Linked DNA regions of Oryctolagus cuniculus: region 1 is linked to region 2. Evidence: chromatin contacts called from public Hi-C data. All regions are on one chromosome and are shown on one strand. Each heading gives the region's core, a stretch centred on a gene start, on an enhancer-like site or on the middle of the called end of the contact. The rest is flanking DNA. Distances are from core to core; before and after follow the strand shown. Region 1 overlaps SV2B (synaptic vesicle glycoprotein 2B). Region 2 has its middle 26 kb from the start of SV2B.

Evidence for each region. A called contact is a pair of places that touch in the nucleus more often than the background predicts.
Region 1: a Hi-C map of an unstated tissue shows a contact between it and region 2, with 3 times the contacts expected there. The contact joins two enhancer-like sites. A contact is called at or near these places in 3 of 6 Hi-C or Micro-C datasets (ear pinna, psoas muscle and an unstated tissue).

Annotation. Positions count from the first base shown.
Region 1 is chr12:2,400,535-2,406,664 of mOryCun1.1, reverse strand. All of the region lies in intron 10 of SV2B (synaptic vesicle glycoprotein 2B), which reads right to left. Among named protein-coding and RNA genes, the nearest start is that of SV2B, 110 kb to the right of the region's middle. Within about 2 kb of position 4,189, at least 1 of the 8 cell types and tissues checked has an H3K27ac peak or open chromatin away from gene starts, as enhancers often do.
Region 2 is chr12:2,267,309-2,273,014 of mOryCun1.1, reverse strand. No RefSeq gene overlaps it. Among named protein-coding and RNA genes, the nearest start is that of SV2B, 26 kb to the left of the region's middle. Within about 2 kb of position 2,939, at least 2 of the 8 cell types and tissues checked have an H3K27ac peak or open chromatin away from gene starts, as enhancers often do.

The sequences.
Region 1 (6,130 bases), core at 2,940-5,439, 130 kb before region 2:
TTCATTTGAAAGGCAGAGAGAGACCCACAGGAGTCTTCCACCCACAGGTCACTCCCCAGGTGCTTCACCAGGCAGGGCTGGGCCACGCCCACGTCAGAAGCCTCAATCCAAACACGGGAGCCTCCCAGGGCGCACATGAGCAGGAAGCTGGAACTTGAAGCTGCTCCGGGACTCAGACCCAGGCACCCCGATAATGGGCGCCCAAGAAGAAGCAGAGCGGCTGGGCCGAGTGCCCATCCTCTCACATCTGGGCCTGCGGAAGGTAACCGACCGCCAGAGGCGAGGGCCACGGCAACAGAGCGCGGAGCACACTGTGCTGACAGCACGCGTGCAGGACAAACGCACGTGAGGACACGCACCGGGTGCTCTGGAAGGAGCCGCGCACTCGCGGGAGCAGCGGGTTCCCCGACGGGAGGCTGTGGCTCCCCGAGGACGTCTGCTTTAAGCTCTCGGGCAATCACTGATGTGAAACAAGAAGAGGGATAAACAATAAACGACAGTGACAGCAAAACGGAATGAGGAAAACACGCTAAAACAGAGCGGAAGGAGGTGAGACAGAGAACAGCCAGCGGATGGCAGACTGGCGCAACCGCATCAAGCGTGAGAACACACGTGAATACCTGCACAGTCAATGTAAAGGTGAAGGCCGATGTGGGCCAGTCGGCTCTAACCACACACCAACCGGCACAAACCCACCGAAGCATGAAAATGCACACAGGCTAAACACAAAACAAAAAAAATGGAAAAATGTATCCCACGTAAACACTGACGAGAAAAATGCTGGCGATTCAGACAATAACAGATACACTCAGAACAAGGAATAGGGGCCAGCGTCGTGGAATAGTGGGTAAAGCCACTGCCTGTGGTGCCACATCCCATATGGGCACAAGCTCAAGTCCTGGCTGCTCCAGTTCTCACCCAGCTCCCTGCCAACGTGCCTGAGAGAGCAGTGGAGGATGGCCAAGTGCCCCCCAAGAAGCTCCGGGCTCCAGGCTCCTGGTTCAGCTGCTGCAGCCCTCTGGGGAGTGAACCAGCAACCAAAGATCTCTCTCTCCCCCTCCCTCTCGCCTGCTCTCCCTCCTTCTGTAACTCTTCCTTCCAAATACATAAATCTTTTAAAGGAAGGAATAGACGGGATTCGGAGACTTCAGCACTGGTGCGTAACGATCACAAACGTGTACGTGGGTGGGTGTCTGGCACAGCAGTTACGGCACAGCCTGTGCCTGTGTCCACACCGCCTGCCGGAGAGCTGGGCTTGATTCCTGCCCCCACGCCTGCTTCCAGCTCCCGGCTGACACGGACCCTGGGAGCAGCAGGTCAGGCTCAGTTCTTGGGTCCCTGCCCCCCGTGTGGGAGGCCTGGACTGAGCTCCGGCTCCCACGTCAGCCTGGCGCGACCTCGGCCGCTGGACAGCTGGGGAGCGAATCTGTGGGTGAGGGCACGTGCTCACCCTCGCTGCCTCTCACGTAAGTGATTTGAACAATTACGTAAATGTGGCTTCATCTGGCAAGAGAGCTTCAAAATGGGTGGGGGTTGCTCTGAAACATTTCAGTTTCTAAGGGTAGATATCAGACTACATGATCTCAGCATATTACACAAACAGGCACTTACAAAACTGATCAGCACTCAACAGTGTTTTGACCCCTACGAGTCATTTATATGCATGTTTTTTAACTTTTTAGAACTTCATTTTTTATTTATTTAAAAGGCAGAGAGACAGAAACAGACAGATCTTCATCCACCGCTTCAGTCTCCGAATGCCCACGACAGCGAAAGCAGGGCTGGACCAGGCCCGGAGCCTGGAACTCAACCCAGGTCCCCCAGATGGGTGACAATCGCCCACGTACTTGAGTCGTCACCTGCTGTCTCACAGGCACGCGTTAGCAGGAAGCTGGAGCCAGAGCAGCCAGGACTTGAACCAGGCATTTGGGTATGGGATGCGGGCACCCGAGTGCTGTCTGAGCCCCTGTGCTGAATGTCCACCCCCTACAACCCACTTGGAGGAAAAAGTAAGGAAACACTGAGGGAGAGAATGGAGCATGTATTAGGAAGTGCTGAAAGCTGTGCATTGGGGTCGGCGCTGCGCACAGCAGGTTAAGCCTGCTTGCAACACCAGCGCTATGTATCAGAGCACCAATTCCAGTCCCGGCTGCTCCACGTCCACCTACCTCCCTGCTACTCTACCTACCTGCTGGGGCCCTGCCACCCACGTGGGAGACCCAGGTGGAGTCCTGGGCTCCTGGCTTTGGCCTGGCCCAGCCCCAGCTGTTGCGGACATTTGGGGAGTGAACCAACAGATGGAAGATCTCTCTCTCTTTTTCCTCTCTGTTGCTTTTTCAAATAAATAAAATAAATCTTAAAAAAAAAAAAAGCTACAGGGCAGACATTGTGGCACAGCAGGTGAAGTCGCCACATGCGATGCCCACATTTCCTATGGGCCCTGGTTCAAGTCCCGGCTGCTCCACTTCCAATCCAGCTCCCTGCCAATGGCCTGGGGAAAGCAGCAGAAGATGGGCCAAGTATCTGGGCCACTGCCACCCACATGGGAAACCTGGATAAAGCACCTGGCTCCTGGGTTTGGCCTGGTTCAGCCCTGGCCATTGTAGCCATCTGGGAAGTGAACCAGTGGACAGAATCTCTCTCTCTCTCTCTCTCTCTCTCTCTCTGTAACTCTTTCATATAAATAATTTTTTTAAAAAAGTTGCACGTTGCAGCAAAAGCAGAAGGCAGAGGGAAATGTATGCTCTTAAATTCACTCCTATTTTAAAATCAAGGAATCTGATAAAGAAACAAACAAAAGAGTAAACGCCAAGAAAGGAATATTGAAGAGCACAAGCAGAATTAAAAACGGATTCTTTGGAAAGACCACTAAATACGCGAACTCTGTGAAGACTCTGAGAGCACAAGGTCCCGGGCTCACAAAACAAGATGAGAAGCACAGGTGAGCGGCTCTGCGCTCCCTCCAAAGGGAGGCTGCGCAGCCCCGCCCCAGAGCGGACGCCTCGGACACTTCGACGTGGATACACTTTAAAACATAAGAAAAGAATTTTAATTCCATGTAAAGATGAACTGAAAATAGAATTCACTGTCCCAACAGGTTTCTCAGATAGTTACAGGGGCTGGTTGTGCCAAGCCTTCAAGGAATCGACAATCCCCTCTCTTTTTTTAAGATTTATTTATATATTTGAGAGGCAGTTACAGACAGAGGGGCAGAGAGACAGAGAGAGAGAGATCTTCCATCTGCTGGCCCACTCCCCTAAATGGCCACAACGGCCAGAGCTGGGCTGATCCAAAGCCAGGAGCTCCGTCTGGGTCTCCCACACAGGTGCGGGAGTCCATGCACCTACATCTCCCACTGCTTCCCCAGGCCAGCAGCCAGGAGCTGGACTGGAAGCAGAGCAGCCAGGACAGGAGCCAGTGCCGTGTGGGAGGCTGGGGCTGCAGGAGGGAGGTCAGCCAGCATAGCGGCACCCAACCCCCATCCCCCACCATTTATTTTAGAGAAGAGCAAGACTTAACCTTGATAGCACAGCAGGGCAAGACGGCTGAGATACACGCGGACGACCTCCTGCGAGCCCGAGGGCTGGTTCACGCACCCCCTCTGGAGACGGCACTTACGCCCCCCCCCCCCCCCGCAACCTCACTAACAGGCTAGAAGGCTAGAGCATTCCTTCCTTAAAAACCCATTTTGCAACAGCATTTCTAAAAGCAAAACATCATCAGCTATGCTAATGCCCAACACAAGGGGACAGATGAGCACGTAATGAAATTCAGATGAAGTGAAATTGAGTTAACCAGCACAGAAAATTCTCCAAATCATAATTTTATACCAAAAGCAAGTCGCAGAATCCACAGCATAACAACCCTACGAGCACGTCTCTCGGCCTGGCGCAGCAGAGGGTCTGTGTAGAAATTAAACACGCACGCTGCACAGAGCGACGTCTGAGCCCACGGGGACAGAACAAGAGCACGTGTGGACGAGAAATCCAGCGGAGGGAGCGGCCCCGTGCCCTGCAGGAGAGGGGCTGCACCAGCAGGGGGCACTCCAGGCGCAGTGTGCGGCAAAGGCAGCAGCCGAGGATTTGTGAGAAGGAGCACGGAGCGGGGTCCTGGGTGTGACCCTCCATGTCTGCACATTCGAGATGCAGGGGACAGGGTTCAGGACGGCATGGAACCCGGCTGGCACTGACACAAGGGCTTCGGTGCACACGCAGAGTGCGTCCCTCTCCACCTGCACCAGGTCTGCACTGCCCAGTGGGGAACTGAGCCCATTTCTACAGCCAATCAAGACATAAAATAGCCCACCGAGAACCATGCAGGACCCACGGCGGCAAAACCCCGCTGGGAACGTCCCTTAACTCGGAAAGGTGACTGACATGAAACAATGACTCAGCTTGCCGAGACGGCCCCGCCCACTGCTGCCAGTCCAGGCTGCAGCCCCGCCCTCCTGCCGCTGGCTTCTCAGGAACTGTGGGCTGGGACGTGGCCCCACGGCACTGGAGGAAACGCTCACGCGGGCTCCATCACAGGGGGCCCTGACGGGGTGGGCTCAGCCCGATCCTCCCTGGCTCTGATTCTGCCTTCCTCCCCCGCTCCTGCTCCACCTAGGCTGAAACCTGCAAACTCCAGGCTCTGAGCGTGCCCGCTGTGCTGAGTTCTCACACAAGCAGGGCCTGGGACAATGCAGAGTCCCGCTCAGGGCCTGGGGCAATGCAGAGTCCCGCTCAGGCTCCACTCCTGGTCGCCAAGGGTGCGGGCTCTGGGGTCTACAGGCTGCGTTGGGAGACACACACTTCTGCCTCTGCTGGTCAAGCTACGGGCAGCTCTCAGCGCACCACCCCGAAGTCCTGACGCAGGCGGCAAGCTCAGGGAGTGCGGTGTCCGGGGATCCCCGCTGCCGCCATCGCCACCGCCACCGCCACCAGCCCGGGAGCAGCCGCTCCGGCAGACGCAGCGGCTCTGACCCATCAGGGCTTGGGGTGCACAGCCCCCGGTGACTGCGCCCCAGCGCTTGAAAAGCAGGTCTGGGAATGCGAACCCCATATCCAGTGACACCTGTTCCTCCACCGTCCTCTCCAAGGTCTCTGGTATCCTGTGAGCTCAGCCCAAGTGTCCCCTGTGTCCCCTCTGAGCTGAGAGCCTGTGTGAGGCCTGGCCTGCGAGAGCTGGAGGAGATGCCCTCTGGCCTCACTCGGCCGCACGCCCCTCGCGCACGCTGCTCGCGCACGGAGGCTGCAGGTGACACAGGCAAGACCCCCGACACGGGTGGGCGCAGATGAAGGAGCGCGTCACTGCGGTCCGAGCCTGTGGTGTCTGCTCTGCCCGGAGCTGGTGAGTGTGGGGCAGTTTTTGCCGTTGGCGTCCACCCACCTGGGCCATGGCATTGCTGGTTTTGCCACCCAGCCATGGTCACCCACAACCCGGTGCACCTGCTGAGTACAACACAAGTGTGGAGACTGCACAGGGGCCCCGCCTGGCTCCAGGAGTGATGCGGCCTTGGGTAAACCGAGCTCATGTCCTGCCCCGACCCCCGGCCTGAGGGCTTTGGGGGCAGCCACACAGAGCAGCAGGAGGGACGGTCCATCGCACCCGGCCCTGGGCCTGGGAGGGGTGCGCAGGGTGGACGGGGCACACATCGCACGAGACACAGTCCTGGCTGGCTGCAGACCCTGCTCCCCTGGGAGCTGCCCTCTGAGGGGAGTGGTGGTGAGAGGGCCGGGTCTGGAGGCCTGGGGCTGGCCCAGCCCCTCTCGCGCTCCCTGGGCCACCACGTGGTCCTCCCTCCACTCAGCTCCCCCATCCTCCATCCCCATCAGACACCAACGGGGACGCCCGGTCTTGAACTGAGCACCTCGGGAACCAGGAGCCAAAGGCAGCTCCTGCCTTCCTCAAAGGGCCCCTCCATGTTTGCCGCGCAGTGACAGCAAGCTGACCGCTGCGCCCGCCTCTGTAACCCCCATCCCTCTGAGGGCCCTCGCCCAGGGACGGTGCCCTCGTCCACAGGGAAGCCCTCGTCTGGGGACAGTGCCCTCGCCAGGAACGGTGCCCTCGTCCGGGGACAGTGCCCTCGCCCAGGGACGGTGCCCGCGTCTGGGGACAGTGCCCTCGCCCAGGGACGGTGCCCGTGTCT
Region 2 (5,706 bases), core at 1,690-4,189:
TGATCCAGCTCCCTGCGTGTGCCCCAGGGAAAGCACCAGAAGATGGTCCAGGTGTTTGAGCCCCTGCACCCACGGGGGAGACGTGGATGAAGCTCCTGGCTGCCCTGGTATTGGTCTGGCCCAGCCCCCAGCCTTGTGGCCACTTAGGGAGTGAACCAGTAGATGGAAGATTCTCTCTCTCTCTCTCCCTCTCTGTCTGTTCCTCCCTCTTCCTCTCTCTCTCTCTCTCTTTCCTCTCTCTCTCTCTCTCTCTCCCTCTCTCTCTCCCCTCCCTCTTCCTCTCTCTCTTCCTCCCTCCCTCTTCTTCTCTCTCTCTCTTCCTCCCTCTCTCTCTCCCTCTCTCTGTCTCTCCCTCTCTCTCTCTTCCTCCCTCTTCCTCTCTCTCTTTCTCTTGCTCCCTCTCTCTCTCCCTCTCTCTCTCTCCCTCCATCATTCTGCCTTTCAAAGTAATACATAAATATATATATATACACATGTCTATGTCATTTTTAGACTTAGGAAGCAGCCCATGCTGTGGGACCTGCGTTGTCTCGCATCCCCAGTGCGTGTTTCTGCGGTTGGTTTGGTGGTGTGCGTGGGTTGACGCCCGTGTGACGTTTCTTGCACTGCCCCTGCTATGACGGCCGCTTCTCTGTCTCCACATCCTCACCTCCTGCTTCTAACCCTAACCCTAACCCTTTCTCCTTTGCTTCCCTTTTTTTTTTGGGGGGGGGATCGGGGGAGTGCCATGCTTTCTATCTTTCCTCTGTTTCCCCAAACCTTTTAGAAGCTACAGATTCTCTTCTCTCATTCGTTATCCTGCTTGTTTAGCAGGCCTGCCCGGCTGGCTGACTTAGACGCTACTAGGACATTAGACTCTGAATCATCCTCTCCCATCTCCCACGTCGTCCTCATTGCCTTTCACCTCACAATGGAATCCTTTAAAAAGGATTTATTTGTTTATTTATTTGAAAGGCAGAGAGAGAAGGAGAGAGAGGTCTTCCATCTGCTGCTTCACTCCCCAAATGGCTGCAACAGCCAGGGCTGGGCCAGGCCAGAGCCAAGAGCCAGGGGCTTCTTCCAGGTCTCCTACGTGGGCGCAGGGGCCCAAGGACTTGAGCCATCTTCCACTGCTTCCCCAGGCCATCGGCATGGAGCTGAATGGGAAGTGGAGCAGCCAGGACTCGAACCAGTGCCCATATGAGATGCTGACACTGCAGGAGGAGGCTTAACTTGCTACACACAGCTCCGGCCCCAAAGTGCAATGTTTTAAAACTCTGCTTTCCGTCGAGGTTGCCTGGCTTTGCTCATGGCTTCGTCCTCTGTGTCTGTGTCCCTGTGCTCTGGCTCCTCCTCCGTGGAGCGCGTCCATTGAGTGACACTCCCGTTCCTCAGCTGTCCTGAGTTCTCGGTGTCTGTCTCACCCTCCTCCCGAGCTCTGGCAGAGCGAGGATGAGCTTTTCAGCTTGAAATCCGCATCGCTCCAAGTCTAAAACACAGCCCGTCGCCTCCGGCCTCCACGACGCCAACACGACGGTCGCCTGTCCCATGTCTCTTGTTTTTGTTTTTGAAACTTTGGACAATTTCAAATTCAAACAAAATGTTTTAAATAGCATACAGAACTTTCATGTACCTTTGCCCATGTTCATTTATTATTAACTTTCTACACCATTTGCTTTATCCTTTGCTCTCTCTCCCTCTGTCTCTCTCACACACACGCACATGTACATATGCACATACGCATACATACACACATGCACACACCTGCACATATGCATGCCTGCACACACCTGCACATATGCGTGCCTGCATGTGTGCACACACACATTCATACATACACACACATACACACATGCACTCGTACACACATGCTTACATCTACACATGCACACACCTGCACATATACATGCCTGCATGTGTGCACACATACATTCATACATACACACACATACACACATGCTTACATCTACACATGCACACACACATACACACGTGTACATGTACATACACAAATGTACAAATATGTGCACATTCACACATACACACATTCACACGCATATACATACATGAACACACACATATACGTAAGCACACCTGCACGCACATGCATGGACATGAACATATACACACTACTCACATTCACACACGCATACACACACATCCACATATACATACAGACACACACCTACACACACGCACTCACGCACACTCACACACACACACTCTGAACCATCTGCGCTGTCGGACGTGCTCTTCGGCCCTGAGTGTCCTGGTGCACGCCTAAGAGCCGACTTTCTCTTCCGAAGCCCTTAGCAGCCGTCAGCTTTTTCTGCTTCCTCTTCCTCCTGGTTCTGATTTTGAAAGTTGACCCCGATGTGTCTGCTGTGGCACCCTCCTCCCACGGCCCAGCACACGGCCTGGACCACACCCTTCACAGGGTCACACCCAGGCACATGGCCCTGCCCAGGCACATGGCCATGCCCAGGCACAGGCCTCCGTCCAGGCACAGGCCTCCGTCCAGGCACACAGCCCCACCCAGGCATACAACCACACCCAGGCTCAGGACCCCACCCAGACACAGGGCTCTGCCCAGGCTTGGGGCCCCACCCAGGCACATGGCCCCACCCAGGTACATGGCCCCGCCCAGGCACACGGCCATGCCCAGGCACACGGCCATGCCCAGTCTCAGAGCTCCACCCAGGCACATGGCTCCATTCAAGCACATGGCCCCGCCCAGGCATAGGGCCCTGCCCACGCACAGGGCTCTGCCCAGGCTCAGGGCCCCACCCAGGCACATGGCCCCACCCAGGTACATGGCCCCGCCCAGGCACACAGCCACGCCCAGGCTCAGGACCCCACCCAGGCACATGGCCACACCCAGGCACATGGCCACGCCCAGGCACAGCCCTGCCCTGGCACAGAGCTCCTGCCCAGGCACACGGCCCCACCCAGGCACACGGCCACGCCCAGGCTCAGGACCCCACCCAGGCACACGGCCACACCCAGGCACAGAGCTCCACCCAAGCACACCGCCCCACCCAGGTATATGGCCACACCCAGGCTCAGGGCCACACCCAGGTACATGGCCACACCCAGGCTCAGGGCCCCACCCAGGCACATTGCCACACCCAGGCACAGGGCTCTGTCCAGGCATATGGCCATCCCCAGGCAAACAGCCATGCCCAGGCTCAGGGCCCCACCCAAGCACACTGCCCCACCCAGGCACATGGCCACACCCAGGCACCTGGCCACGCCCAGGATCAGGACCCCACCCAGGCACACAGCCACACCCAGGCTTAGGGCTCTGTCCAGGCACACGGCCACGCCTAGGCACACAGCCATGCCCAGGCTCAGGGCCCCACCCAAGCACACTGCCCCACCCAGGCACATGGCCACACCCAGGAATGCGGCCATGCCCAGGCACAGAGCCACACCCAGGCAAGGGCCTTGCCCAGGCACATGGCCCTGTCCAGGCACACGGCCACGCCCAAGAACACGGCCACGCCCTTCTCAGGGTCACACCCAGCCTGACTTCATCCAGCCTTCCTTCGTCTCTCCTGGCACGGGCAGCTGGCAGCCCCACCCACGTGTGGGTGAGCCTCCTGCATCTGGGATCTCGCTTTCCTTGTGAGACTCCGGTCACGCGTGCTTGCCCGGAGTGGTGCACAGACTCGCGTCTCCGTGTGCTGCGTAGAAGGCACGCTACCTCTCGAGGAGTTTTCCTGTGTTCTTTTACTGAACGTGAAGATGGGAATAGATTTTATCTTAAGCGTAAGTTCTTGTGGTTCACCTTTCACGAAGGTTTTCCATAAGCTAAGCCTAGAAAGCCAGAGAAAGCTAACGTTATCCTTTGTCCTGGCCCCGTCACACCCTGTCTGGGGTCCCCTCCCTGTCCCCACACCCAAGCTAACCCTGCATCACCTGGGCCCAGGCCAGTGTGAGGAAAACTGGAAATGCGTTCACATTTGAACTTCCCTCTCCACAGTTCAGAGAGCAGACAACTGCCCAGCATGGAAGAGCGGCAGTGGCCGTGGGCACAGCCCACCTGTCAGTCACTGCAGTGGAGGCCTGGGCACAGCCAATCTGTCAGTCACTCTGCAGAGACCCTGGGCACAGCCCACCTGTCAGTCACTGTGTAGAGGAGGCCTGGGCACAGCCCACCTGTCAGTCACTGCAATGGAGGCCCTGGGCACAGCCCACCTGTCAGTCACTCTGCAGGGGAGGCATGGGCACTGCCCACCTGTCAGTCACTCTGCAGGGGAGGCCTGGGCACAGCCCACCTGTCAGTCACTCTGCAGAGACCCTGGGCACAGCCCACCTGTCAGTCACTGTGTAGAGGAGGCCTGGGCACAGCCCACCTGTCAGTCACTGCAATGGAGGCCCTGGGCACAGCCCACCTGTCAGTCACTCTGCAGGGGAGGCATGGGCACTGCCCACCTGTCAGTCACTCTGCAGGGGAGGCCTGGGCACAGCCCACCTGTCAGTCACTCTGCAGGGGAGGCCTGGGCACAGCCCACCTGTCAGTCACTCTGCAGTGGAGGCCTGGGCACTGCCCACCTGTCAGTCACTCTGCAGAGACCCTGGGCACAGCCCACCTGTCAGTCACACTGCAGTGGAGGCCTGGGCACAGCCCACCTGTCAGTCACTCTGCAGGGGAGGCCTGGGCACAGCCCACCTGTCAGTCACTCTGCAGGGGAGGCCTGGGCACAGCCCACCTGTCAGTCACTCTGCAGGGGAGGCCTGGGCACTGCCCACCTGTCAGGCCTGCACCCTGGAGCCAGCGGGGGTGCGGCACATCAGCTCACCGGGGGAACTGAGGTCACTTGCTGTGGCCCGAGGGAGAAAACACGTCCCTCGCTCCTCGGGCTCGGCTGTCGAGAACACAGCCTGTGGGTGACGGAGGAAAATCCCTCCTCCCAGCCTCTTCACCTCTGTGTCTTGCGTAGGTCAAACGCCCGTGACCACGTGGTCAGACCAGCTCCGCAGGCCTTAGCATGACGCGCGCTCGGCCAGGAAGCTAACTGGGAAATCTGGGCCAGGAGTGGACGCTCACCCCAGCAGTTCAGACACCAGCGCCCCCTCAGTGTCTGGATTCCGCTCCTGGCTCATCTCCGGCCAGTGCAGACCTGGGCGGCAGCGATGACGGCTCAGGAGGTCGGGCCCCGCCCTGCGCACGGGAGGCCTGGACTGGATTTCCGCCTCTGGCTTCGGCCCCGCCCCAGCTTACCCACGACAGGCTCTGGGGAGTCAGCCAGCGGATGGGACTCTATGCACCTCTCAGATAAATACGTTTTCCTAAATCTGGATCAGATTTGTCATTTATGGAATGCTTTTGGTCTTTTTAAATTTTGTCTTTATTTAATTTATTTGAGAGGGAGAGACAGAGAGAACTCTCATCTGCTGGTTCACTCCTCAAATGTCCACCATAACGGGGCCGGGCCAGGGCCAAAACTGGGAGCTGAGAGCCCCATCCAAGCCTCCCACGTGGGTGTCTGGGACCCAGCTACTCGAGCCTTCACGGCTGCCTCTGGGGTCTGGTTAGGAGGAAGCTGGACTCAGAGGCCACAGGCAAGTAGCACCCCAGGTGCTCCAATATGGGAAGCAACCATTCCACCCAGGACCTTAACCGCCAGACCAAACGCCCACCCTCTTCTTGTCTTTTGATCTCAGCCAAAGCTAAAGAGAATCTCATCTTCACAGCCACTTAGACTTGCCTTCAGGGCTTGG